4 separate regions of the Mus musculus genome follow, and regions 2, 3 and 4 are each linked to region 1. A link is a contact called in public promoter capture Hi-C data. All regions are on one chromosome and are shown on one strand. Each heading gives the region's core, a stretch centred on a gene start, on an enhancer-like site or on the middle of the called end of the contact. The rest is flanking DNA. Distances are from core to core; before and after follow the strand shown.

Region 1 (6,716 bases), core at 1,608-4,107:
ACTCAGTTTGTAGACCAGGCTGGCCTCGAACTCAGAAATCCGCCTGCCTCTGCCTCCCGAGTGCTGGGATTAAAGGCGTACGCCACTGCGCCCAGCCATAATACTATTTTGTAGCACTGAGTATAAAACTCAAAAACCTCCCAGGCTGGAGAGATGACTCAGCAGTTAAGACCACTGACTGCTCTTCTGGAGGTCCTGAGTTCAATTCCCAGCAACCACACATCTGTAATGGGATCCAGGGCCCTCTTCTAGTGTGTCTGAAGAGAGCAGCGGTGTACTCATGTACATAAAAATAAATAAACAGCCAGGCAGTGGTGGCACAACCCTTTAATCCCAGCACTTGGGAGGCAGAGGCAGGCGGATTTCTGAGTTCAAGGCCAGCCTGGTCTACAGAGTGAGTTCCAGGACAGCCAGGGCTACACAGAGAAACCCTGTCTCGAAAACCCAAAATAAATAAATAAATAAATAAATAAAATACATCTTTTAAAAAAAAAGAATTTAAGGGGCTAGAGAGATGGCTCAGTGGTTAAAAGCACTGACTGCTCTTCCAGAGGTCCTGAGTTCAATTCCCAGCAACCACATGGTGGCTCACAGCCATCTGTAATGGGATCTGATGCCCTCTTCTGGTGTGTCTGAAGACAGCTCCAGTGTACTCACGTGCATAAGATAAATAATAAATCTTTAAAAAAGAAAAGTGAATTTAAAATAAATAAATCTTAAAAAAAACCAAACAACCCTAAAAACCTCATGCTTCTCACTGAGCAAGCACTCTACCTGACCCCATCCCCACCCCTCACTGAGGGTTCTAGGCAAGGGCTCCACAAATGGGCAACACCCCCAGACTCTCACTTGGGGATTCTATGCGGGGCTCCATCCCTGAGCCACACTCCAGTTAAGACCTCTACTATTTAACTACTATCCTATAACTGTCTGTCTGTCTGCCTATGGAGACATGGTTCCAGACTGTAGCTAACACTGAGCTTCATTTTTCCATCCCCCTGAGCCAGCCTCTGGGTAGCTGGAGTCCCCGGACTGTGCTGCTCTCCCCACAGTTAATGTGAGTCCAAACAGTAGCACATGTCGCTTGTGTCGAAGATGATCATAGTTATTATGTTTGATTGTTATCACCAGAAGTGCCCGGGCGTGGGGGTAGAGAGTTGGTCCTGTCTGTGTCACATCCTGGCTTCCTGATGGCCTTAAGTTTATCCCTCAGTGGCCCCAGCATGTCACCTGTCACTGAAGCAATGGGCAGCTGACACCACCCAATGGGTATGAATCAGGAAGCCTCCACAGTAGTGATGGCCCTCGAAGCTCACAGAGGCCATATAGGGCCGGGAATGTGGCGTTACCTCATGGCCTCCAACAATGTAGGACCCACAGCAACCTGGAAGAGGTGGGGCAATGTGAGAGACAAGGACAGGACAGGTAAATCAAGGGCAATGGAGCACAGCCCTGGCAGGGAGTAGGGGTGGAGGCTGGGCTGAGAGGAAGGGGCAAACCTAGAGGGAGGCATCCAGGAAGCAAAGGCAGGAGGATCTCTGTGGGTTCAGAGTCAGCCTGGTCTACATGGAGAGTTACAGGCCAGCCAGGGCTACATGATGAGACCTCGCCTAAGAGTGAGTGTGTGTGTGTGTGTGAGAGAGAGAGAGACAGACAGACAGACAGACAGAGACAGAGACAGAGACAGAGACAGAGACAGAGACAGAGACAGAGACAGAGACAGAGATGAGACAGACAGACAAAGCCAGTCCCAGGCACCCTCAGCACCACATAAGCATGGTGTAGCAGTGCAGGCCTGCTGTTTCAGAACTCTGGAAGTGGAGGCAGGAGGATCAGGAATTCAAGGTGATTCCCTTTTCAGCTGCCCAGCTATTTCAAGGTGCCTGGACCACGAGAAACCCACTTTACTTAAGAGAAATAGAGGGGACCAAGTGGTGGGGCACACCTTTAATCCCAGTGCTTGGGAGGCAAAGGCAGGCAGATTTCTGAGTTCGAGACCAGCCTGGTCTACAAAGTGAGTTCCAGTACAGCCAGGGCTACACAGAGAAACCCTGTCTTGAAAGCAAACAGATAGACAGACATGGATGGATGGATGGATGGATGGATGGATAGATAGATAGATAGATAGATAATTAAAGACTGAGGCTAGGAGACCTTTTGGGCCTGTGATAGGTTCAGCAGGCAAAGGCACATGCTACCAAGCTTGACAATCTGAGTTTAATCCCAGGAACCCCTATGGTAGAAGGACAGAATCGACCCCTGCAAGTTTTCCACTGGTTGTGACAAGCACTATCTACATGTACTCTCTCAAAATAAATAAATGTAATTTTTAAAAAATAGGAGGCTTGGAGAAATGGCTCGTTATTTAAAACCCCTGGCTGGTCTTACTGAGGACTTAGATTCTAATGCCAGCATCTACATGATTGTTGGAACCGACTGTAAATTCCAGGGGATCTGATGCCACCTTCTGGTTCCTCCAGGTACTGCAGGCATGCAAACATACAGGCAAAACACTAATACACACAAAAATAAAAACAAAACAAAACAAAAGCTAGGAAGCCCAGTCTCCACGATCTTGTACCTGAGGTGGCTGAAGTCCCTACTGGCTGCCCCACCCCCACCCCATAGCCTCCTGCCTGAGCAAGAGTACACGTGCATCCTGTGTGGGAGCCTGGTCACCTTGGGTAGGGTCTAATGGCCATTTGGAGTTCTCACCAGGGAGCCACATGAGCTGGGTCAGGGCAGCTGCTGTAGTCAGCACCAGACAGTGCCAGCCTCCTCTTGTCCCAGGCACCATAGCTGTAGAGGATGGCATCTTTCTGGTGAGGTCTGCAGGTGCAGGAGGCACCCAACGGTTCAGTCCAGAAAGTTGTTCCGGGTCTGTGGTCTGTGGTCAGAAGGTGGAGCAGGCACTTCTGGAAATCAGGGGAGGCCACGTTACTGTTTCTTGTCTCCAACTGTGCTGCTCATGAAAACCCAGAAGTTTAGAAACAAGATTGGTTTGTGAGCTCAAACTCCCCTTGTACCTTCCTACTAGATTATCTGGCCACTGAACGCATTCAGACCTTCTCAGGGGACAGTCATCCTGGAAGCACCAACTCTGCTTATCTGTCTGTCCCCAGCCAGGTAGCCCAGGAGCAAGCACCTTGACCCTTGACCTCAGTTTCCCCATCATGAACCTGAGGTCAGTGAGGACCATAAAGCTAGTTCTTTGGGGAGGGCTCTGAGTTGGGCTGACTTTATTGCTTTTACTGAGGTCCTACTGTATACCATACTTCCTTGGAAGAACTGGGGACATAGCAGAGAGTGACCCTAAGGTCTGGAGTCCAGAGACCACCCATCAGGATATGTGCTGGGCTTGGGTTTCCTCGTGGTGGGGACCTTTGGGAGAGAAAGTTCAGTTATCTGGCCTCTAATTCAATACGCTCTTGAACTAGCTATCCAGCTGAGAATAGCCCTGAACGCCTGCCTGCCTCTCCCTCCTCTATCCTCCAAGTGCTAAGGCCACAGGTGTTGTCTACCATGGACCCACGTAAGGTGGGAACATAAGCTTCCCCTAGGTTGTGAGATGGAGCCCAGAGCACACACTGGCTGGGCTTGTACTGGTCCATGCTTGTTAGCAGATGCTGCAGCTTTAATTAAGTCTGCTACAGGCTATGCCCTAGTTGGCCTGTAGGACCCACCCCAGGGCTGATGCAAATGGTAGGTACCTAAGAGCAGAGAGGGGCTTGGGTGAACTCAGGGTGCACAGTGGTCCCAGACAGCTCAGGAAGGGGAGAGGGCTCAGGGTCAGCAAGGGCATCCTGCAGGAGAAGGCACTGTTGTCTTAGCAACAACCTCCCAAAAGGGTCACTCCATCCCCCACTGAGGATGCAGGGGGAAGCTCTGCACCATTGGCCTTTGAGGGAGCCAGGGCTCAGGAAGGTAGTAGTGACCAGACACAGAGCAGGAGGGGAAGGAGGGAGAGACCCCAGAGAGCCAGGGCCAGAGGAACATAAGAGAGTAACAGAAACAGGTGAAGGTGGAATGAGACAGAGAGGGAGGGGAAGACAAAGACAGAGATAAGGACAGAAAGAAAGCCAAGCCTGAAGAGGATGCATACCTTTAACTCCAGCTCTCTGGAGACACTGGCAGATGGGTCTCTGAGATTAAAGCCAGCCTGTTTTACAGAGTGAGTCCTTGCCAAACAAAAAGCAAGCAAGCAAGCAAACAAACAAACAGAAAGCAGGTCTGGGGAGAAGGCTTAGCAGTTTAGAGCACTGGCTACTCTTCCAAAGGACCTGGGTTTGGTTGATAGCACTCACATAGTGGCAGTGGATCTGTCCCCACTTCTGGCTCCTGTGGGTACTGCATGCATGTGGTATATACACACAGAAAAACACTCAGAAAATAACAAATAAAATAAATGAGAGGGAGACAGAAACAGAGATGAAGACAGCGATATAAAGAGAAATCAGCGGGGATGACGACAGAGAGTGGGAAGGTGTGTGATGCAGGGTGGGCGCGTGCCTTTAGTCCTAGCTCTAAGGCAGAGGCAGGCAGATCTCTGTGAGTTCAAGGCCAATCAGGTCTATAGAGTGAGTTCCAGGACAGCCAGGGCTACACAGAGAAACTGTGTCTCAGGGGGGAAAAAAATCGCACAGCAAGTGCAGGAAAAGTTCAGGCTGCAGACGCAGGAGCCCTGTTGCTTCTCTGTTTCCTTCTGCTTTGATGAATGGTTGTGAAACCATCTTGCACTCACCTCAACTGCCAACTGCCAAGCTCCCAGCAGCCATCTGGACCCTGGCCTGGCCTGAGAAACCCAGGAAGGGCTCCCATCTCCGTTCTGGGGCATCTGGGAACCCTTTGAGATATTAATTAATTTATTTATTTATTTATTCACTGCCTGATTTTTGTGTTTTTGAGACACTATGTGTATATAGAGACCCAGTGAAGATCTGTCAGTGGCTTTGACAATGAGAGACGAATGGTGTGCAAGGCTCAGACATGCCCCCAGCTCACCAACCAGGACGTTGGCTCTCCATTTCCTCCGACTCTCCTGGAAGTGGCTCTCTTTTTCTTAGACAAGGACTCAGGTAGCCAGGTTGCCCCCAAACTCACTATGTAGCCAAGGATAACCTGGGACTTTTATCCTCTACTTCCCAGGTGCTGAGGTGACAGATTTGTATAGCCACATCAGCTCACTTCGGGCTTTTTTCTTTTTAAGATTTATTTATTTATTTATTTAATATATGTGGTGAGTACACTATTGCTCTCTTCAGACACACCAGAAGAGGGCATCATATCCCATTACAGATGGTTGTGAGCCACCATGTGGTTGCTGGGATTTGAACTCAGGACCTCTGGAAGAGCAGCCAGTGCTCTTAACCATTGAGCTATCTCTCCAGCCCATAACTTTAAAAATACATATCAATACATACACACATACACATTGGTCTCCCTAGGTAGCCCAGGTGGGCCTGGCACTTGTGGTCAGGGAGACTCGGCATGTGTCACCATGCCCAACTCCAGCATCCCTTACTTTTTAATACTTGATTTTGCTTGTATGCATGTTCTGTGTGCAGTGTAAGCACATGCGAGTGGGGCATGGAGAGCAGCCCCAGCTCTCCTTCCTTACCATCTATCTGATTTTCTAGGGCAGGATCTCTCCCTGGCCTCAAACTTGCCTTGTGCTATGACGGATGGCCAGGGAACCCCAGAATGCTTGTGTCTCCCCTTCCCCAGTGTTGAGCTTACCACCATGTTGAGCATGCCACCATGTGGGTAGGGATTAAACACAGACCACTGCTTGCACAGAAAACGCTTCAAATCTTCTTTTTAAAATAAATAATTCTTTAAATATTTTTTTAAAGATTTATTTATTTTACCTATGTGAGTACATTGTCACTGTCTTCAGACACACCAGAAGAGGGCGTCAGATCCCATTACAGATAGTTGTGAGCCACCATGTGGTTGCTGGGAATTGAACTCAAGACCTCTGGAAGAGCAGTTTTAACTACTGAGCCATTGCTCCAGCCCAGCACTTCAAATCTTTTTTTTTTTTTAAAGATTTATTTATTTATTATATGTAAGTACACTGTAGCTGTCCTCAGACACTCCAGAAGAGGGAGTCAGATCTTGTTTCGGATGGTTGTAAGCCACCATGTGGTTGCTGGGATTTGAACTCCTGACCTTCAGAAGAGCAGTCGGGTGCTCTTACCCACTGAGCCATCTCACCAGCCCTAAATCTTAACTCACTTGCTTAGGAGACAAAGATAGTGTCCTGAATCCCCAGAGCATACAGTAAGAACTCAGTCATTCTCTTTTGACTGAAAAGACAGTGGTCCAGGAACATGGAAGATACCAGCTGTCAGTCTGAGCATCTAATAATGCAGGCTCAGCAAAATATAGCATTCAGCCTGTCTTTGTCAGTAAAGTTTTATTGACACACAGCATAGAGCCCATCAATGTTGATAAAGTTTTATTGACACAGAACCACTTCACAGATCTCCTCCAGCTCCTCTGGTGTTCATGATAAGTGTACTGTCCTTGCAACACAAACCACCTGGCCAACAATGCTGGCAGTGTTTACTATCTGGCCTTTTATCTGAAAAGTTCGCCTGACCCTCAGTGTGTCCAGGTGAGACGACACCGTTAGCCCTCTAGCATCTGAGGAGGTGGGATGGGCAGAGAGGTGAAAAGGCTGAGAAACAGACACAGAATCACACACCACTATA
Region 2 (7,492 bases), core at 1,546-4,045, 1.1 Mb after region 1:
TTGTGGGAAGTGTTATCTGAGAGCACAGAGAAGCTGTGTGCCAGAGATAGCCAAGGTTGTACCGTATGCTGCAGCTGGACTTGGTAATGTGCAAGAGTCACCCAGTGGTACTGATTCTGAAGGCATGAAGGGGTCATGCAGAGCAGCTGAAGCTCAGCACTGTGAGGCCATGAAAGGCCATTGGTGAAGGTTCAGTCTCACCTGCAGTTGATGGCCCAGGACTGACAGGGGGTGGGGTGTGGTGGGGTGGGGATCATGCAAAGGAGCTGAGGCTTGGCACCATGAAGAGAGGCTATGAGAGGCTACTGATGAAGCCTAGTTGCAGTGGAAGAGCCCTGTGTACTGAAGATGCCAGTACCCCTCTGAGTCCCCAGATACCCTATGGATCTTACACAAGAAGCCTCCATACCTTCATGGTCCCTGGGGTTAAATGGTACCAGGCTCCAGCACCCCTCCTCCCAGGCAGCCTGCCAACTCCAAGACAAGGGAATGGCTTCTCAGACCGTCACTCCCACAGCCCTTGAGCACCGGGGGCCCATCCAAAGTTCTATGAGAACGAAGAGCCTACGGTTGTCTGACACCCCCTCCCCAACAAGACCCTTCACCCCCTTTCAAAGGACTTGAGTTGTCTTACCCTACCAAAGACTAGAGACCATCCTCATATTCCCCCAAGAGGGTGGGGTACAAACACCCTCCAGATGCCTTTCACTGCGGGGGGGGGGGGGGGGGGGCAGCCCCAATGGCTCCTCCCCCAGGTACCAGTGTGAAACCACCCTGTCCCACAACAAGCTGTGGCCCACTCTGTGCCGGTCCCTGAGGAGTCACACACTCATTGTTGGACTCTTCCCTTGGAAGCCTTCAGCAGAAGTACCCCAAGATGTCCATGGACCCTACAGTGGGTGGAGACTGCCCAGCTCCTATCCTTGTCCATTGGTGACACCCAAATCATTACCCTCACAATCTCAAACCCTAGAACCTGAGTGTCAGGAGAGCCCCCAAATGGCCTTCTCACCTGGGTCTCCCAGGGCTGTGCCGAATGCGCCCTTACACACTGGGTACCCAAAAGTCCACGAGTCCTCTGAAGGGGATCAACACTGGATCAACACCTCTCCTCAGGGGCCCCAAATCTCCACAGCTCGAATAAGGATGGTCTTGCCTAGAGTGGTGCTCTCCCTCAGGGGTTCCCAGCACCCCTCACTGGGGTCCTCAGGGGTTTGGGTCTGCCAGGCTTGGTATTCCTCCCTCAGAGACCCTCAAAGCTCCCCAGGACAGCCTCCAGACAGCACTTCCTTAGGGTCCCCTAGGGTCTCATGGGCCCCTAACTGGGGAGACTTGCTCAGTCTCAGCACATTACCTCTGGGGTGTCTTAGGAATCAGGCAGGGTCCTTTAAACCTATGACCCTGGGTGGGCAGGGCTTTCCTGCCTATTCATGGAATGTGAAGTGTCCCCCAAGGTCCTTGAGACAGGGTTTCTCTGTGTAGCCCTGGCTGTCCTGGAACTCACTCTGTAGACCATGCTGGCCTCGAACTCAGAAATCCACCTGCCTCTGCCTCCCAAGTGCTGGGATTAAAAGCGTGCGCCACCACTGAGGGAAACACCCAAAGGTGACCTCTGGCTTCCACATGCACAAACACATACACACACACCCATACACACACACACCCATACACACACACACCCATACACACACACCCACACACACACACACACACCCATACACACACACACACACACACACACACACACACACACACACACAAGCCATCCTGATCCCACTCAGCTAAGCTTAGGTCCTTAGGACCCGGCTTTATTGAAGTTTTACCTCAGTCTACACGTCTCCTTTAGGGTCCCCATGTGAGCACAGGTTAGCTTCATCAGCACCTGTCTCAAGAGCGCCCGGGTGGGTGGGGCTTCGGGGGCGGGGACTAACATTGTTTACACCTGTCACTTGTCCCTAAAGTCCCTCCCATGGGAGGGATTTGGACCCATCTGCACTAGTCCCCTTCCCCGTCCAGACTTTAACCTGTGTTAGGGTTTTTGGTAGGCGGGACTTACCTGCCTGCACCAGTTCCTGGTCCCCCCAGTGGGTGGGGCTTAGCGGTTTGCACCTGTAAGAGATGTGTCTCCCCTCCCCTTGGGCGGCGCTCAGCGCTCTGCAATCGTCCCTGGGGTCTATGGTGGGCAGGGCTCAGGCCTATCACCCAACCCTGGGGTGTCCTGGTGAGCAAAACTTAGCTGTCGGCATCTGCCCCTGGGGGTCCCCGGTGGACTGGGCTTCAGCGTTATGCATCTGTACTGAGGTCCCCGGTAGGCAGTATTTAGCCCTTATATTCCAGCCCCAGAGTCCCCAGTGAACAAGACTCAGCTAGCTGTGCACCAGCCCCCGGGTCCCCTGTGGGCTGGGCTTAGCTAGTTCTATGCACCGTCTCCGGGATCCCGGGTGGGCAGGACTCCGCTCATTTCACCTATCACCAGGATCAAGCTCCCCGCGTCCCCGGTGCCGACCCACGTACCTCGCGAGTGGTCACCTCCTCCTTCTCGGAGATCCGGAGCAGCAACCTATCATTCTCCAGCTCCAGCGCGCGGACACGGTCGATGTAGTGTGCCAGGCGGTCGTTGAGCTCACGGAGCTCCTCCTTCTCCTGCAGCCGAGACAGACGCGTGGGCGACAGCGGCGTGGCGGGCCCCGCGTGGGGCGGCAGAGACGCCATGGCGGAGGTGGCGGCGGCGGGAGAATCACCTCGGTTGCCCGAATGCGGCGCGCTCATTCAATCCGCGCCGCGGAAGATGGCGCCGCCGCCCGCAGCGCGCCGGAATTTGTAGTCTCCTTGGCGCGGAGCACGCAGGGAGCCGTAGTCCACAGGGCAGCTTGCGAGGCATGCCAGGAGATGTAGTTTCCAGCTTTCCAGTAAAACCCGGGGTTTGGCAGTTACCCTGATTGCGGGTGGAGGAGGCGTTCTGATTTCTACATGTGTACAGATGCACACATGAAGCCACATAAGCGCACACACAGAAATCAATTAATAAATTAAACAAATGCAGAACAAATCGAACAAAAAGACAGCAAGGGTGGGTGAGATGCCTCAGAGGGTAGAAAGGCACCTGCTGCCAAAACTGATGGTCGAATTTGGATCGCTGAACCCTACATACGAGAAGACAAGCAATGCACACAATTGTCTCCTGGACTCCAATTGGGTTCTTCGAAAAACACAGAAATATGTGAGTTTGTGTTTTTGTTTTAATTAGAGGTGTCACATATGGGGCTGCTTCAGATAGTCTGCAGCAGCTGACTATGATTTGCTTCGTGCTCTAGCAGAGGCACGGTTTTGTCAGTTGCACATAGTTTCTGCGATTGTGACCTTAGGAATTATGGACACTTTTCAGAAGATATACAAATGTTATGGCCCCAAGACGGGCTTTGGTTGGTCTCTGTTGGTAACGGTTTGTTAACTAGTCGTGTGCAAAGAAGAAACAACAACAAGAAGAAATTAGATAGCCTGACAGCAAAATCAAACTTGCTCCAAGGAACTCAATGCCCCCAATCAACAGGAAATAGCCTAACAATAATGTCACCCCCTCTTCTCTCTGTCCTTTCCCCCCTCCTATCTAGTGTTAAGGGTTGAAAGGATGGAAAGAGGGTAGAAAAGGGTGGAAGAAAGAAGAACCCACAAAGTAGCCAAGTTCTGCTAAAGTGTCCACACACAGGAACATAGTAAACAAATGTAATTTTTAAAAGAGCCGCCACAAGGCAAATGTCCACTACTGTCTTCCCAGCACTGGCAGGAGGATGGTGAGTTTGAGGATAACATAGCAGAAACACAGGGCTACCAATGTGAGTCAATGTGTAGAGTGTTTGCCTGACTGAGGTCCTGGCTTCTATCCCAGCACCGTGGATGAGCCCCCTGCTCTCACCTCAGCACCAGGCAGATGGAGGTAAGAGAATCAGGAACTCAAGGGCAACCTCCGTGACACAGAGGGTGTGATGGTTTGTATATGCTCGGCCCAGTGTGTGGCACTATTAGAAGGTGTGGCCCTGCTGGAGCAGGTGTGGCACTGAGGGTGTGGGCTAAGACCCTCACCCTAGCTACCTCGAAGTCAGTCTTCCACTAGCAGCCTTCAGATGAAGATGTAGAACTCTCAGCTCTGCCTGCACCATGCCTGCCTGGACGGTGCCATGCTTCCTGCCTTAATGATAATGGACTGAACCTCTGAATCTGTAAGCCAGACCCAATTAAATGTCCTTATAAGAGTTGACTTGGGGCTGGAGAGATGGCTCGGTGGTTAAGAGCACTGACTGCTCTTAACTCGGAGGTCCTGAGTTCAAATCCCAGCAACCACATGGTGGCTCACTACCATCTGTAATGGGATCCAATACTCCCTTCTGGTGTGTCTGAAGACTGCAACAGTATATTCACATACGTAAGATAAAAAAAAAAAAAAAGAGTTGCCTTGGTCATGGTGTCTGTTCACAGCAGTAAAACCCTAACTAAGACAAAGGGTGTGAGGGAATATGGGCTATATGAGGCTCTGTCTCAGAAAACAAACAAACAAAATGGAGACCTGGGCAAGCAAGAAGACCCACCCAATCCAAATCACATAGGCCAACATGAAGCTGGATGTGGTAGAGCACCTGCATGTAATGTCAGCACTCCTGTGGGGAGACGGGGAGCAGAGACAGGAAAGTCCGGGGACAGCTAGACCACAGTACACAGGAAGGGGGATAGGAAGCCAAAGATCCTCAGCCCCTCACATGAATACCGTGACATGTGCGCACACATGAGGGGGCAGAATGGGGAGAGGAGGATAATAAACAGAGCTTGGCTCCCACAATGTGTCAAGTGTCAAGGGCCAGACTATGGACCACCTTTCTCTAACTTGATGTTAACAGGTACCTGGGAGAGTCAATTTTTATGACTGGGAGAGGACTGCTCCCCAGTGCCACACCCACTCCTTGCAGAATAGCCTTCTCCCCGCACATATCATAACACTAAATCTATACAGACAGACTTACTGTCCCCTAGACAACACCTGACCTGTCATCCTGGAAAGGTAAGAATGACTCACTACGGTTAGCATTTGTCTTTCCTAAAGCTACATTGTGTCAAAGGATCTGACACTGTTACCCATTTTCTTTCTGTCTTTTTAAAAAAAGATGAGTATTTTATGTATATGAGTACACTGTAGCTCTATAGATGGTTGTAGCCTTCCTGTAGTTGTTGAGAATTGAATTTTTAGGACCTCTGTTCCCTCCTGTCAGCCCCACTAGCTCACTCTGATCAACCCCACCGGCTCAGGCCCTGCTAGTTCCAGCCCAAAGATTTATTTATTATTATAAATAAGTACACTGTAGCTGTCTTCAGAAGGTGTCAGATCTTATTACACGTGGTTGTGAGCCACCATGTGGTTGCTGGGATTTGAACTCAGGACCTTCAGAAGAAGTAGTCAGTGCTTTTACCTGCTGAGCCATCTCGCCAGCCCCTTCCATTTTCTTTTTTTTTTTTTAAACTTTATTCAATGTATGAGTGCTCTGCTGCATATACATCCGCCTGCTTTAAGAGGGCATCAGATCCCCCTATTGATGGTTGTGAGCCACCATGTGGTTGCTGAGAATTGAACTCATGACCTCTGGAAGAACAGCCAGTGCTCTTAACCACTGAGCCATCTCACCAGACCTTCCATTTTCTTATAATTAGAGCTATTAGTGTAAAAACTGGAAAGATGGGCAGAGGGCATGACTCAGGATCCCCTACCTAGAATCCCCCAGTCTGCAGGCATGGTCAAGGGCACAGCCCCTTAGAGTTCCCCAGTGAGGGTCTGGGATCATGCCTCAAAGGATGAGCACTTACCTACCTAAAGAGAGGTAGGTCCTCAGTTCCACCTCCGCAAATGCAAACATTTTTCTTTTCCCTATCTGATTCACACTGCCCTGCACATATTCGCAAAGGCTCCCAATCCCATCACCTCCTAAAAGGGCAGGCCCACTGACTTGAAATTGAGGCTAGGCCCAACTCAACCTGGACTATAGGAAGGTTTCTGGCAGTTAAAAAGCCAGCATCCCTCAGGAACTCCTGAAGTCTGTTCCTATCTACCAATAGGAGCCGGTTCCCTTGCCTATGGGAGAAGGGACACATAGCTCTCCAATACCTGTGGCTCCTATCAACATATCAATGTCCATGCTGGCCCCAGACTTCCCCAGGCCTTACTCACAAGTACCTGTTAGATATTTCAAGAGTTCCCACATTTCCCCCCTCAGCTCTCCCCCCCCCCATACACATTCTCTTTATACCCATTTATCCATTTCATCTCTCTACTTTCCCCAGGAGAGAGCCTTGGCAGTTGGGAATAAACTTTTCCTTTCCCACCAACACAGCGGCCATTTAGGTTTCTTTACTGCACCCTCGCATACACCCCTCTTGGCTTGTATGTCCTCTGTGCCTCAGGGCCTACGGCTGGGGTCGCCCCCTAGGCACACCATTTCTCCTTGCTGTGCTCCTCAGTGCCCAGGCTTTCTGTCCACTTCCCGCCCTCTTCCCTCTGAGCGGGGCGGGGTTCGTGGTGCACCCCATCCCTGCACGGCTGGACTCTAAGTCCCAGAAAACCATGCGGTACTCGGGATGGGGCAGAACCCTCTGCCCCACCCCTTGCCCCCTCCCCCGTGCTCTTTGGGAGACGTGCTGCAATTTTCAAATTTTGGCGCTGAGAGGGTGTGGCGGTGACAGCTGCTGCTGAGGTGTCCCCTAGCTGCCCCGGACTCGCAGGCCTCCCCATCCCCCACGCTCCTAATACAGCGGGTGGGAAGTGGAGGACCCATGGTTGAAGGAAAGGAAACTGAAGCCTGTGACAATCAAGGACTGGACGGAAGAACACCCCTCCAACAGCAAGCGTCGGAGCTGCAGTACAAAGCGGACCCCTGAGCCCAGGGCGCTACAAAGTGGCAGCTTGCTATCTATTTTGGAGGTGCAGGGCCGTTGGACAGGAAATCCGGAGCCCTAGACTCTCAATCCTGGAAGTTCTCTGCTCAGTGCCCATTCTTTCTCCATTCCCCGAAGCCACTGTCTCCACCCAAGCTGGATTTTGGCGCCAGTTTTAAAAAATAATAATAGATAAACAAATCTCATCCCAAAAGTTGTCGCTGGCTTCTGGCCTAGAGCATTTGAGTTGAATTCGGAATTCTGGAGCCTGAATTTGAGAGAAGCCTAAGTCTGCACTTGATCTTAGCCAAAAAGGCCGAGAAACTATTGAGAAGGCAAATTCTGGACCCTGGGTTTCCTGGAGATTTGAGTTCCTGAGTTTGGGTTCCAAATTTTGGATTCTGTATTTCAGGACTCTGGATGTGGCGAGGCCGATTTTGGAGCATCGATTCGGGATCTGTGTCAAGCTCATGGGATTTGGGAGTTCAAGCTCCAATCTAGTTTATCATAATTTAACAGCCTGGGACTGTGGCTAGGGATGGAGGCAGGAGGAACTCTCTGAGTCCCGGGCCAGCCTAGC
Region 3 (7,403 bases), core at 80-2,579, 1.2 Mb after region 1:
TACCCAGTGTTCCCTGCACAGCAGAGTCACCCAAGTTCAGAGACAATCTTACACTAAACTGCAAGCTGACTGTGGTGTTTTTGAGACAGTGTCTCACTCTGCAGTCGTGGCTGTCCTGGAACTCACTATGTAGCCTAAGCTAGCCTCAAATTTTCCATTTTTCTGCCTCAGTTTCCTAAGGACTGGGAGAGCACGCCTGCCACCACCGGGGTAGAGATTCTCATTTGCACCCCAGGATGGTGGGAGTCAAGGGGGGTTCCTCATAGTCTTTCTGTGACAGCTTGCACCAGAATGGCCTTAACACATATCTTCCCTGGCAGATACTGCAGGGAGCCTACCCAGGGCTAGCTGCCCTGCCCTCATGAGGAGGTAGGGGGGACTGAGGACTGAGGGACAGCAGCTAACAGATCAAAGCAGAGTCCCAAAGCCACTGAGAGCACTAGACCTGTCTGCAGCTGCAAACCGGTGAACTTGGTGCCTGGTTCCCTGACACCTGGCAACAGTTTCAGTGCTATAACAAGAGGTCCCCCAGCCAGCCACCGTCACCCTCTCTCCCACCTCGCCCCTACCCCCACCCCATCCCACCCCCGCAGTGGAGAGCTGCCCACACACCTTAACACTATTGCCCCTAACACTCCCACAGGAAGTTTCTGAAACAGTCAGTCAACACTGGAGCCTTGTGCACCCCAAGATCTAAGCCTATGTACCCTGAGTCCCTGAGAGGGACACACAGGTACCTTCCCCCTGCTCTATGTCTTTGTCTCCAAGGTGTTGGTACTGTGTGCAACCAAACAGCAAACAGGTAGTGCCCCACTCCTCCTTGACTGCACCCCACTCCTCCCTGACTGCACCCCTCTTCTCCATGACTGAACTCCATTCTTCTCTGTCTGTATCCCACTGTTGTCTGACTTCACTTCACTCCTCCCTTATTGTACCCCACTTCTCCTGACTGTACGCCACTCCCCTGACTACACCACACTCCTGTCACCTTACCCAATACGTATCTGACTGCACCAAACTCAGTCTTGTATGACTGTACCCCACTCCTCCCTAATTGACTGCACCCCACTCCTCCATAACTGATTGCCACCCATTCCTCCCTGATTGCACCCCACTCCTCTTTGACTGCACCCCAACTCTCTCTGACTGCACCCCACTCTTGTCTGACTTCACCCCACTTCTCTGGGCTGCCCCCGTCCTCTCTGAGGCAGCCCACTCCTCCCCGATACACCCCGAGTCTCTTCAGCATGCGGAGCTCACCTGCCTCCAGCCAGTGTCTCAGCAGCCGCACAGCCGAACGCACCGCGGGGCCTAGAGAGGGCTCTTCCATGGGGCGGGGTCTCCCGCGATGAGGGCGGAGCCTCTGTAGCATTCGGACCAATCAGAAGCCAAGGTGGCGGAGGTTGGTCCAGAGGAGGAGCCTAGGGCCGACAGTCTGGTAGGCTTAGCCTTGGGGGCAGGGCGGGGCTTCGGGCTCGAGTGGGCGGGCCAAACCCAGGAATGGCGTCTCCACGGGCCATTCACTAGCTGGAGGGCGGGGTTATGCGTCTAAAGATTGGCAATCAATGGTGCAATCAAAGGGGCCTCTCTGAGGAGAAGCTGCTTAACGTTAGGCATGTACTAAGTCAGGCTTTGTTTTGTTTGGATTTTCGAGTTTATTTTATTGGTGTGTATTTATTGTATGGTATAATGAGTTTCATTATGACGTTTGCATACATTTGTATCCCATATTGTGATAATATTCATCTTCCGCTGAGCATCATTTTAGCAGTAAGAAAACACCGATCAAACTCCCCATCTCAGCCCAGATCTAACAGAACAGCAAGGTCCAGTCAAAAAACCCCATGGGAGCCAGGGACAGGAAGCTCCCTTGTGGTTTTCAAGGAACGAGTTTGAATCCCGAGCAGAGACCCAGGATAGTGAGGAAATACTGATTTTTTATTTGCTTGTTTATCATTTCTGTATTCTGATGTTCATCTCCGGTTTTTTCTATTCTCTCTGTTACTTGGGTTTTTTTTTGGCTTTTGCAGTACTTGGCTTGGGTTATAACTTCAGCCATATATATATATTTTAAGACAGGGTCACAGTAAACCGCCCAGGCTGGCCTTGAACTCACCATGCAGGAGAGGATGACTTTGACTCTCCAGTGGGGGCAGTGGCACCAGGGACTCATGCTGGAAGCCCCAGCCCATGGGTCTGCATTCTCTACAAGTTTTCTTGGTGACCTCAGAGACATCTGGAACATCCCTGCAGGTAACAGCCATCCCAGGGAAAGACCAGTGCAGCCCCTGGGTGGGTGACCTCAGGATTCTGGTGTGGACTGACATTCTGTGACAGACAATCTACTGGCTCGGCTCCCTGGACTCTTGTCATTCCTGAAGGAACCTGGCTATCATCCACACACACATCCACACACATACATGCACACACATATGAATGCCCCCACCACAGACATGCACAGACAGGCACACACATGCACGTGTGCTCACACACACAAACACACACAAACACTGCACTTTATATTCAGAGAAAGCCCAGAACCTTTCTTCAGTGTTCTTCCCTGGCACATCCCATCCAGGCTGTCCCCAGACCCTACTACTGTTTGTGGTTCACCTGGTAGATGCAGAGTTGGGCTATCTTCCAGCACTTGAGAAGATGAGGCAGGAGGACTGCCCCAAGTTTGAGTTCAGTTTGGGCTACATGGGTGAGTTTGAAGCCATTGTAGGCAACATGAGACCCTGTTTCAAAAACTAACTAATGCTGGAGAGTCGGCTCAGTGGTTAAGAGCACTAGCTGTTCTTCCAGAGGACCTGGGTTCAATTCCTAGCACTCACATGGCAGCTCACAACTGTCTCCAGTTTCAGGGGATCTGACACCTTCACACAGACATGCACACAGGCAAAACACCCGTGCACATAAAATTTAAATAAATAAATAAATAAATGAATAAATAAATAAATGAATAAATAAATAAATACAAACACTAAGAGGTTTGTAGCTCAACAGGAAAAGTATCTGCCTCCAAGCCTGAGAGCCTGAGAGAATCTAATCTCCAGTAAGGCTAGACCATTGTGTCCTCTGACTACCACACACATACTGGAGCGTGTGTACATGCACACGTGCACACACACACACACAAATTTCCCAAATGTAATTCAAAACAAGATCCACAAAAATTACCCTTTTGTGGCATGCAATTGAGTCTAAGTAGATTCAGGAGACCGCACTGAGCCCAGAGGCCACCAGGGGGAGCGCTGGAGCTGCCCGCCCTGGGCACATCCCCTTCCCCTAGGTCCAGACCTTGTCACCCTGACCTACCTAGACTCTTTCATTTCCATGATTTACATTGTTTTGTTTTATTTTTTTCCAAAACTGTTCGTATTTATTTTGTGTGTAAAGATGTTGTGCATGCATGTGTCTGTGTGCTCACCGTGTGTGTGTGTGTGTGTGTGTGTGTGTGTGTGTATGCAAGTGGTCTGCAGAGTCCAGAAGAGGGTATTGGATCCCTTGGGACTGGGTGCTGGAAATGAAACCTAGTTCTCTGGATGAGCAGTCAGTGTTCTCTACTGCCGTGTTGTCTCTCCAGCCCTGTTTGTTTGTTTGTTTGTTTGAAATAGTGACTCACTGTGTAGACAAGGCTGGCCTCCAACTCACAGAGATTCACCCATCTATTTACCTCCAAGTGCTGGAATTAAAGGTTTGGCTGCCACAAGCCAGCCTGTTTCTATGACTCTTGTTGTCTTAAAAGCCAGTATGCATCTTTTAAAAACAAACAAACAAAAAAAAAATTGAGCTGGGCCAGCAACAGTTTGATGTACAGAGGCACTTGTGGCTAAGTTTGAAGACTTGAATTTGAGTCCCAGGAGCCACATGATGGTAGAACACAGACCGCTGTGTGCTGTCCTCTGACCTATACACACAATAAATAAATAGACAGAAAAATAAATGTTTAAATGTTTAAAAAAATCATCATGGCTAGGCAGTGGTGGCGCAAGCCTTTGATCCCAGCACTTGGGAGGCAGAGGCAGGCAGATTTCTAAGTTTGAGGCCAGCCTGGTCTACAGAGTGAGTTCCAGGACAGCCAGGGCTACACAGAAAAACCCTGTCTCAAAAAAAAAACCCAAAATAAACAAATAAACAAACAATCAGATAAATAAATATTATCATGTATGCCATAATCACGCACACATAACCTTTTAGCAGTCAGGAAACCGAGGCAGTAGGATTGCTGTGAGTTTCAGGCCAATTTGAGCCACAGAGTGGGACTTTTTTTTTTTTTAAGATATTTATTTATTTATTTAATGTATGTGAGTACACTGTAGCTGTCTTCAGACACCCCAGAAGAGGGCATCAGGTCCCTTTTTACATTGCAGATGGTTGTGAGCCACCATGTGGTGCCTGGGAATTGAACTCAGGACCTCTAGAAAAGCAGTCAGTGCTCTTAACCGCTGAGCCATCTCTCCAGCTCCAGAGTGGGACTGTCTTAAACTAACACAAACTGTTGGTTTTTTTTTTTTGTTTTTGTTTTTGTTTTTGTTTTTGTTTTTTTGAGACAGCTTCTCACAAATGTACCCCAGGCTGCCCTCAGATTCACTGTGTAGCCAGGAGGACTGGCTGCTCCACCTCCAAACGCATGTGTCTCTGTGTGTGTGTGTGTGTGTGTGTGTGTGTGTTTGTACATGAGACATCACATGCAGGTTATACAGGACAGAAACGGCATCGAGGGTTTCATCCACATCAGGAGAGACACAGCCAAATTTCACCTATTACTATACGAAAGATAAATGCAGCCTTTCTTTTCCATTTCTGGGCATGGAGTCCATGGCCTCATATGACCTAGGAGAGGCTCCAGCCCCTTGCTGGAGGATTCTAGGCGGAGCTCCATCCTGACCACGCCCTCAACCCCCCTCAATGGAGATTTCTAGGCAGGCTCCACCCATGACCACGCCCTCATCGCCCCTCACTGGAGGATTTTAGGCGGAGTTCCATCCTGACCACGCCCTCATCGCCGCTTATTGGAGGATTCTAGGCGGGGCACCATCCATGACCACACTCCCAGGATGTAGGTATTTTTTATGTTTTTTTTTCCTTTGTTTTTGTTTTCTCTCTTTTTGTTCTTTATTTCTCTGGTTCTGTGAGGTTTAAATTTTTATTTTGTTTGTTGTTTGTTCACGTATGTTTGTGCCTGAGTGTGGGCACTGGCTGATACGCCATGGCCAGGCCAATGCAGGGTGCTGTTATCCTCTTTGGCTCTGCCTATTTCTTCTAGGCAGGGTCTCTCCCTGAACCTGGGTCTTATGTTTTCTATCCTAGGCTAAAAGGAGGGTGTTGCTTTGTTCTTGGCTCCCTTGGCTGGGGTTACAGGAATCCTGACTTGTTTCCTTGTGCTAGGAATTGAACGTTGGTTCTCTGAGAGAGCTGCAAGCATTTCTAACCATTGGGCCACCCCTCCAGCCCTTGTTTCTGTTGGGATTCCTGGCAATGTGCCTCCCTATGCAGCCTCCCATGCTGGGATTCGAGGCAGGGGTGGCCATGCTCAGTTGTACATGACTGAAGGTGGAGGGGCTGAGAAGGCAGGCACCCTGGCCGGTGCACACTGTGGCCGAACCTGGGCTCCAGGTCAGAGCTGGGCGTACTGTGGTGCCTTTTACACACAGTGAATGGGTGAATGAATGAATTAGTGAGTGAATGAATGAGCTCAGCCAATCTGTCCTTTAAATGGCAGAGGGCAGCCTGGGAAGTTGAAGGACTGGGCGGGAATCAGAGAGAGGCTGAGTAAAAGACTGAGCCCCTGGGGCAGGATCCAGGGAGGCCAGCAAGGCCCACATAAGGAATGGACACTGTTCATGGCCCAGTAAGCTTGGCTGTGACCTTGGCTGTGACACCCACTGCAATCCCCCCTCCCCGTGTCCCCCACGCCCACCCTCCATTTCCCACCCTCAGCTGCAGCAGGCAGCTTAAAGCCCCACAGAAGCCACATGCAGCACAGGGGAGGCAGGATCCACGTGTTTATTGCAGGAAGACAAGGTCTACGAGAGAACGGTACACAGACCCCACATGGGATGGGGCTCCCACATGCGGGGGGCAGGGGTGGGTCACAGCAAGCGAGGCCTGGCGGGGTCCCCAGCACCAGAGATGCCTGGGCAGGTTGGCCAGCAGCCAGGGTGGGCTCCGGCCTCCCCTGCCACCCAGCCCGGTTCTCCCCAGGATGGGCAAGGCCAGCCAGGAGAAGCCTGGGGTGGCCCAGAGATTGTGCTATCAGGGTGTGTCCCTGAGAAAGGGCTGTGACCCCCTGTCCAGCCAGGAGCCACTCCCGGGGCTTGGGAGCAGGTGGCAGCTGTGGGGGCCCTGGGCTGGCTAGAGGTCAGGGCTCAGCTATGCTCAGACTCAGGCTTCAGGCTGTGGCTCTCCCTGTGCCTGGCACACAGAAGGGAACACAGTGGGGTCCGGCCTACTTGGTCATCTGGCTTCAGCCTTCTTTCTGCTTCTCTGTCTCTTTGTGACCATGTCTTTGTCTCTCTTTATCTCCTTTATCTCTGTCTCTGTCTCTCTCTCACACTCTCTCACACTCTCTCTCTCCCTTCCAATACACACTCTCTCTCATTCTACCTCCCACTCTCCCTCCCTCTCACACATACACTCTATCTCTCTCACTCTTCCCCCACACACTCTCCCCCTTCACACACACACACTCACTCTCCCCCCTCTCTCTCCCTCTCTCTTTCTCGTCCCCACCCCAGAGGTTCCAGCTCACTCAGGCCACAGCCTGGTCTGTAGCCACTGTGAGGTGATGACCTCACACTGAGGCCTCTGTACTGCAGCTTTGTCACTTCTGAGCCAGGAGCCAGCTTGCCACAGCCTGGAACAGACCTGGTGCTCATCAGACAGGCCTGTGTCACCCACCCCTGAAAACACAGAGCCATACAGACACACCACAATGTCTAGGTGCCCCCCCCCACACACACACACGGCCACTTACACTGTGGTCTCACTAAGAACACAAAGTGGTGCAAGAACACCCCATCCCAAGACAGACACACACCCATCCACACACACAGGCACATAAACACAGAATTCTAAGTCACCCTCATCTGGGTGGGACACAGGCCCAGGAGCCACTCAAGTCTCCTGGACAGTCTCGCAGATACCACAGGGGCTCCGTAACTCAGGGCAGACATGGGGGACAGTCTCCAGAGTACACATGACCAGCAAAGAGGCTCAGATTCTGTCAGAGCCCTAGGGCAGCAGCCACTAGTCCTATCACCGCACACAGGGACTTTGCTGATAGACTCTCAGCTGGGCACCCCACCCTCAGCACCCCAAACCCCCAGTCGGGGTGGCTGTCGAGGTGCCACTGTGCCAAGGTCTCTATCTCAGCAGAAGGCTGGTGTCCAGGTGGGCAG
Region 4 (6,935 bases), core at 3,901-6,400, 1.0 Mb after region 1:
TTCAAATTATTATATATTAATAGAAATTTAAGGTTTTTGCTTTATTATATATTAATAAAATTTAAAGTCATTTGTTTAAATTATTATATATTAATAAAAACTGAGCTGGGCGTGGTGGCACACGCCTTTGATCCCAGCACTCGGGAGGCAGAGGCAGTTGGATTTCTGAGTTCAAGGCCAGCCTGGTCTACAGAGTCAGTTCCAGGACAGCCAGGGCTACACAGAGAAACCCTGTCTTCTCGAAAAAACAAACAAAAATACTGAAGGGTTTTGTTTATTATATATTAACAGAAAAATTAAATTATTTATTATATATTAATAAAAATTAAATATTGTTATGTTAGACTATTATTTGACTACATTGTACATAACCTATTTATTTAACATATGATTTTTTTTCCTTTTTTTCCTTTTTTTCGGTTTTTCGAAACAGGGTTTCTTTGTGCAGTCCTGGCCATCCTGTAACAACTCACTCTGTAGACCAGGCTGGCCTTGAACTCAACATATGATGGATCTTATAATAATCATTATTATATAGATTATTAATATTAGAGAAAATATTATTTTTTAATGTTTTTTTAAAGATTGGGGTTTTTTTCTTATGCAGATGAGTACACTGTTGCTGTCTTCAGACTCTCCAGAAGAGGGCATCAGATCCCATTACAGATGGTTGTGAGCCACCATGTGGTTGCTGGAACTTTTAATCGCTGAGCCATCTCTCCAGCCCCATCTCCCTTTCTGTTTAAGAATAGTTTTCTTGAGGGCTGGAGGGCTGGAGAGAAATGGCTCAGAGGTTAAGAGCACTGACTGCTCTTACAGAAGTCCTGAGTTCAAATCCTGACAGACTTTCGGAAAAAACAAAACAAGCAAACAAAAAACTTCTGATGATGTTCTAGGGGCTTCTTGCTGCTTCTGCAGACTCTCGACAATTGGCAGAGCGGCACAGTGATGTCAGCTGATACATACTCACATAGAGCTTTGCTAAGACAGATTCACATGGTAAGACAATACCCATGGGAAGACACATAATGTTTGGATAGAGTATAAATAGGACTCAACAGTGACAGCAGGCTTGCATAGCTATCTTTGCAACGCTTCTTTGGTCTCAAGTCTTCACTGATCTTCAGTTCGTTGAGAAAGGCACAGCAGAGAACTTCTCCTGGTGTCCCCTCTGGTCCTGGTTGCTTCTGCTGACTTGTACTGATTCAGCGAAGGCCTGACTTTTTCTGCTGGGTCATGCCACTGCGACTGATTCCTGTTGGTAATCCTGACACCACTGAACTGGACCGCTGGTTATATATCCTGACAACACAGATGGGATTTTCTCCAAAGAACTATTTCTTTTTCTTTCTTTCTTTCTTTCTTTCTTTCTTTCTTTCTTTCTTTCCTTCTTTCCTTCTCTCTCTCTCTCTCTCTTTCTTTCTTTCTTTCCTTCTTTCCTTCTCTCTCTCTCTCTCTCTCTCTTTCTTTTTTTCTTTCTTTCTTTTCAAGACAGGGTTTCTCTGTGTAGCCCTGGCTGTCCTGGAACTCACTTTGTAGACCAGGCTGGCCTTGAACTCAGAAATCCGCCTGCCTCTGACTCCCAAATTCTGGGATTAAAGGCCTGCGCCACCACCGCCTGGTTGATTTATTTATTTATTATACATAAATACACTGTAGCTGTTTTTAGACCCACCAGAAGAGGGTGGCAGATCTCATTATGGGTGGTTGTGAGCCACTATGTGATTGCTGGGATTTGAACTGGAGACCTTTGGAAGAGCAGTCAGTGCTCTTACCTGCTGAGCCATCTCACCAGCCCTTCTTTTCTTTTCTTCTTCTTTTTTTTTTTCTTTTCTGTGTAGCCCTGGTTATCCTAGAATTCACTCTGTAGACCAGGCTGGCCTTGAACTCAGAAATCAGCCTGCTTCTGCCTCCCATGTGCTGGGATTAAAGGTGTGCAAAGAATTATTTCTATTTCTAAACAGGTCTTCCCTCCCTTGTCCTAATAACCTTTCTTTTCCACTCCCTCTAGTGGGTGGTATGCTAGAAGAGATGTTAAAATATGTAAGAACCCTTATTAAAAGTAAGTTTTAGGGGGGTGAGTCTGATGGACTTTTGGGATAGCATTTGAAATGTAAATGAAGAAAATACCTAATTTTAAAAAAAAGTAAGTTTTTAAAAATCTACTCCAGGCGTGGTGGCCCACACCTTTAATCCCAGCACTCATGAGGCAGAGGCAGAGGAATTTCTGAGGTAGAGGCCAACCTGGTCTACAGAGTGAGTTCCAGGACAGCCAGGGCTATACAGAGAAACCCTGTCTCGGAAAACCAAAAATTAATTAATTAATTAATTAATTAATTAAAAAAATCTACAACAACAGTGGAGCCTCCACCTATAATCCCCAGTGAGGTGAAGTGGAGTGTGCTGGGATGAAAGTCTCTTCTAGAGTTCTCAAACCCTGGGCTCCAAGCCCTGCAGCACATAAGCTGGGGGATCTTGAGAGCTTGGACCCAAACTCCCTGCTGCAGGAGAGAGTGCCTGCAAACTGGGGCACTGTGCTTATGAAAACAAATTCTGAGGAGAGGGAGAGCAGCCCTATTTCCGGTAAATGTTTCCTCTTTTCTCAACTTTCTGTTGCCAATTTCAGCAGAGGTTCCTGCCCCCAACACCAACACAGAAACCTTAAACTAACTGATGGGATTCTGGTTGAGTTTCTTATTTTGTTACATTTTATGTTTTTGTTGTTTGTGTGCACAAGTGTGGCGGTCAGAGGGCAACAGTCAGGGCTCAGTTCTCTCCTCCCACTCTCTGGGTTCCTGCAATCAAGGTCTGCTTTCCACCCTTGTTTGAAAGCACCTTTACCCACTCAGCCGTCTCACCAGCCCTCACGTGGAAAGATCTAACATTGTTTCCCATTGTCCAAAGACAGGGTCTACTCTGACCAATGTAGCCTACTCGAGCCAATCGGAGCCTGCCTGGTGCCTGCAGAGGCTAGAAAAGGGCGTTGGTTCCTTGGAGCTAGAGTTACAGGAGGCTGTGAGCTGGCAAGGGCAGAGGTGTAGTCTCCACTCAGGATCTGTGCCCACTCAACAGCAAGAATTCTCCGTTTGCTTCTCACACTGAAATTGTATTCCAAAAATGAAACTATTTCTGATTTTAACCTGGAAGTGAAAGATGGTGCTTAAGTCAAACTGACGTTGGAATAGGCAGTGTTTGATCAATTTTAGTCTCAAAAGACACAGGATTAACCGCCAGAGAAACCTTGTCTCAGAAACAAAACAGCACAGAACAACACAGGTCCCACAGATGTCTGAAGGGGCTCCTGACCCTCAGATTTGGAGTTCCTGGTGGTAATGAATCATCATGTGGATGGGAATAGAATCTAGATCGTTTGGAAAAACAGCCAGTTTTGTTTTGTGTGTTTGTTTTTTGAGACAGGGTTTCTCTGTTAAGCCCTGACTGTCTTAGAACTTACCCTCTAAGACCATACTGGCCTGGAACTCAGAAGAGATCCACGTGCCCTGTCTCCAGAGTGCTGAGATTAAAGACTTGTGCCACCACCACAGGGACATCTGTTTATCAAGACAAGGGATTTTTTGGCAGTCCATGATTACTTGGAACTTCCAGCAATCCTCCTGCCTCAGCTAGGTTGAGTGGCTTTTATCACAACCATAGATAGATTTTTACTGAATTCTGATCTTTGTATCACACTGTAGTTTGCTCACAAAAAAAGAGAATTAGAGGGGGCTGGAGAGATGGCTCAGAGATTAAGAGTACTGACTGCTCTTCCAAAGGTCCTGAGTTCAATTTCCAGCAACCACGTGGTGGCTCACAACCATCTATAATGGGATCTCACACCCTCTTCTGGTCTGTGTCTGAAGACCAGAAACAACAACAGTGTACTCATATAAATAAAATAAGTAAATCTTGAGAGAGAGAGAGAGAGAGAGAGAGAGAGAGAGAGAGAGAGAGAGAGAGAGAGAGAGAGAGAGAGAGAGAGAGAGAGAAAGAGCAGGGTGTGGTGCCACAGGCCTTTAATCCCAACACTCAGCTGGCAGAGTCAGGCAGATCTCTGAGTTTGAGGGTAGCTTAGTTTATAGAGTAAGTTCCAGGACATCCAGGGCTACACAGAAAAGCCCTGTCTCAAAAACAAAACATACAAAACAAAACAAAACAACAACAACAAAAAACCCATAAAGAGAAAAAGAATACGAAATTCTTTAAGAATAAATTGTAAGCAGGGCAGTGATGGCGCACGCCTTTGATCCCAGCACTTGGGAGGCAGAGGCAGGCAAACAGAGAAACCCTGTCTCAAAAAACAAAAATCAAAATACAACAACAAAAAAGCGGCGGCGGCGGGGGAGGGGGGGTTGGGATGAAGGAAACCTTCAAGCTGAGTCTATGAGAAAAGTTGTTTAAATTCCAATTTGACATAAAATACTTCTCTAGATTGGGATACTTAACTTTTGACAGATTTTCTTTTAAATAGCAAGTTGCTTTTAAAACAAAGAGTCCCAATCTATTACCCATTATTACAAGGTCATTAGAATAATTTTGCCGCGTGGGGGATGGGCACCAAGCAAACCGCCTAGGTCAGCCTCAGGTACCCTTGACAGTTATGTCCTGACAGTCTTCCCGGAGCGGGGCGTCCCATGAGTGGGACCATAATGGTTAAGATGGAAAGGATGACAGATGACAAAACTGAAGGGCCACAGGTACTAGAGGAGGCGCAGAGTCCTAGCCTTGAGGCCTGGGCTAGATGGGGGTTTACGTCCTGGAGGCGACTACAGAAGCCCCGCCTCCGCCTCACGTCATAAAGCCTCGAGGGCGGGCTTGTCAGAACTCCAACCAATCCTCAAAGGGGCCAATACGTCCGTTTTTCTACATTGACCGATCAGAGCCTTGTAGGGGCGGGACGCGTCTGGCTTTTCTGTCTTCCCTCCCACAGAGTGACGCAAACACGCGGGGCCGGGATTCTCCTATCGCCAACTAATCATCAACGGAAACCTTCTGTCTGTCTTTTTACTCTCGCCAATCAGAAGCCGGAGTAGGTGGGACGCATTTGGTTTTTCCTTGGGCTGCCACTGTGGCCCCACCCCGTTCCTCCGTCGCCTCACACTGCTGCGTTTACGCCTGCGTGTGGGGGCGTGGCCTGCCGTGACGACGCATATAAAAGTGGGCGTCGGCGCCGGCGCCATTTTGCGAACGGCGAGCAGCGGCGGCGGCGCGGGAAGTGCAGCGGAGGTTTTTGCTGGTTTCGGACCCCAGCGGCCGGATGGTGAAATCCTCCCTGCAGCGGATCCTCAACAGCCACTGCTTCGCCAGAGAGAAGGAAGGGGACAAACGCAGCGCCACGCTTCACGCCAGCCGCACCATGCCGCTTCTTAGTCAGCACAGCCGCGGCGGCTGCAGCAGCGAGAGGTGAGAGCCCTGCCCCCGCCGCCGCGAACCTTCCAGAAACAGCGTCCGCGTAGGCCCCAGAGGGCAGCGCAGGACGCGCAGGCCCGGAGCGGGGTCGGCCTCCGGCGCCAGATAAGTCTCGGCAGCGCGAGATCCGCCCCTTTGTGGCGGCCACAATCGCGCAGGGGGCGGGGCGGGGCGGGGCGGGGCCTGTGGAGCGGGTCGCGGACTCGGATTTGGGATTCGAGTGGAATTAGGGAGTCTCAGGTTGAGGAATAGGGTTTGGTTTGATTGGAGGACCGGGAACATTTCGCGAAAATGTAGGATTCGATTTTGGGTTCGAATCGGATTCGGGGGTTGTGAGTTGAGCCTAAGATTTGGGGAGGGATCTGAGAAGAGATTGGAGACTCGAATTTGGGGTCTGCCTCTCGGATATGTGAGCTAGTTCTAATGTCAGGTGGCGAAGTGTTTGTGGTTACCTGTAGGGCGTTTGGGTAATAAATCGTATGCTATGTAGAGGTGGGGCTCGTCCCGGTGTTTGGAGTTCTTTGCAGAATACTGGGATTTTGGGTGCTGTTGGGGAGGAATCCTATTATATTCTTGGGTACATGTTGAGGACTCATTTCTTGGTGGGAGAGTATGGGATCAGATTTGGGGTGTTGAGAAAGAAGCTTGTGTCGGTTTAGGAAGTCACAGGTGGGGAAGCTGGGATGAGGTTTAGGTTGGATTTAGTGATTGCGTGTTGAGGGCTCTAATACTTTGGAGGGATTTGGGTCAGAATTAGGACCTTGGAAGTGGTCAGGCTTGGGGGCTCACAGAGCTATGTTGGAGGACATGGAGGTGGTGTGGTGTGGTGAGTATGATGTGAGGTGACCTTAATCCCTGGTCCACTTGGCAGTTAAAAGTCTGCAGTGGGTGGGATGGAGGGTATCACTTGAAGGGTTCAGAATGGGGACTGGTTTGGGAAGGGCGTCGATATAGGTGGTAGGAACTTTGGATATAGGCTGTGCAGACACCTATAGAGTGGCAGTAGGGAAGAGAGGAGACTTGGGGTTGTCTGACTCTAGAGCATGAGTAGTTAGTGAGGTAGAACTTTGGGGTCACTGGTAGCTGCTGACCAGAGGGTAGGAAGGAGCGAGTGACCTGGTGTGAAGGGAGGATTGGCAGCATGGAGTGGGATGGGCCACAGTGCTGAGATGACACTGCCTGTGAGGCCTGTCTTGCTACAAAAGGGGCAGAGTCACACAGGTGAGGGGCAGTGACTCGGGTTGACTGTTGTCAATGGCTCTTGAGTGGGAAGCCCGGGCACTTAATTATTGCCGCTGCTGCCACCTGAGCATTGTTTCCTGCAGTTCTAGGGTTGCCCTTAATTGCTGTAGTAACCTGGGTCCGGGGCCTCGGTGGTGCTCCTGATGTCCCTCACCCACCCCTGAAGATCCCAGGTGGGCGAGGGAACAGTCAGCGGGATCACAGTCTTTCAGCTAGCATCCTGTACTCCGTGAGTACCTGTGGAGAGCCCGGGGGTGCCTGGCACTGGCAAAGTAAGCTGGCCAACC

The links. Promoter capture Hi-C pulls out the DNA fragments that hold promoters and counts their contacts.
Region 2: a promoter capture Hi-C map of liver shows a contact between it and region 1, with 3 times the contacts expected there. The contact joins the promoter of Lmnb2 here to the promoter of Prss57 in region 1. A contact is called at or near these places in 6 of 39 promoter capture datasets (fetal liver, hippocampal neurons, liver and 2 more), 1 of 484 Hi-C or Micro-C datasets (CD8 T cells), 1 of 115 datasets of contacts at active chromatin or transcription factors (microglia) and 1 of 9 other capture datasets (liver).
Region 3: a promoter capture Hi-C map of liver shows a contact between it and region 1, with 4 times the contacts expected there. The contact joins the promoter of Gng7 here to the promoter of Prss57 in region 1. A contact is called at or near these places in 4 of 39 promoter capture datasets (hippocampal neurons, liver and neutrophils) and 1 of 9 other capture datasets (liver).
Region 4: a contact with region 1 is called in a promoter capture Hi-C map of pre-B cells, with 3 times the contacts expected there. The contact joins the promoter of Oaz1 here to the promoter of Prss57 in region 1. A contact is called at or near these places in 3 of 39 promoter capture datasets (hippocampal neurons, liver and pre-B cells).

What each region holds. Positions count from the first base shown.
Region 1 is chr10:79,786,128-79,792,843 of GRCm38.p6, forward strand. It overlaps Prss57 (protease, serine 57), which reads right to left and starts at 2,858. Exons shown (of 5, transcript NM_001042710.1): 1 at 2,716-2,858; 2 at 1,231-1,384. The coding sequence starts at 2,815.
Region 2 is chr10:80,915,450-80,922,941 of GRCm38.p6, forward strand. Lmnb2 (lamin B2) reads right to left here and starts at 2,796. Exons shown (of 12, transcript NM_010722.5): 1 at 2,515-2,796. The coding sequence starts at 2,769.
Region 3 is chr10:81,013,596-81,020,998 of GRCm38.p6, forward strand. Gng7 (guanine nucleotide binding protein (G protein), gamma 7) reads right to left here and starts at 1,330. Exons shown (of 4, transcript NM_010319.3): 1 at 1,261-1,330. Diras1 (DIRAS family, GTP-binding RAS-like 1) reads right to left here. Exons shown (of 2, transcript NM_145217.2): 2 at 5,995-7,403.
Region 4 is chr10:80,821,506-80,828,440 of GRCm38.p6, forward strand. It overlaps Oaz1 (ornithine decarboxylase antizyme 1), which reads left to right and starts at 5,151. Exons shown (of 5, transcript NM_008753.4): 1 at 5,151-5,400; 2 at 6,732-6,877. The coding sequence starts at 5,255.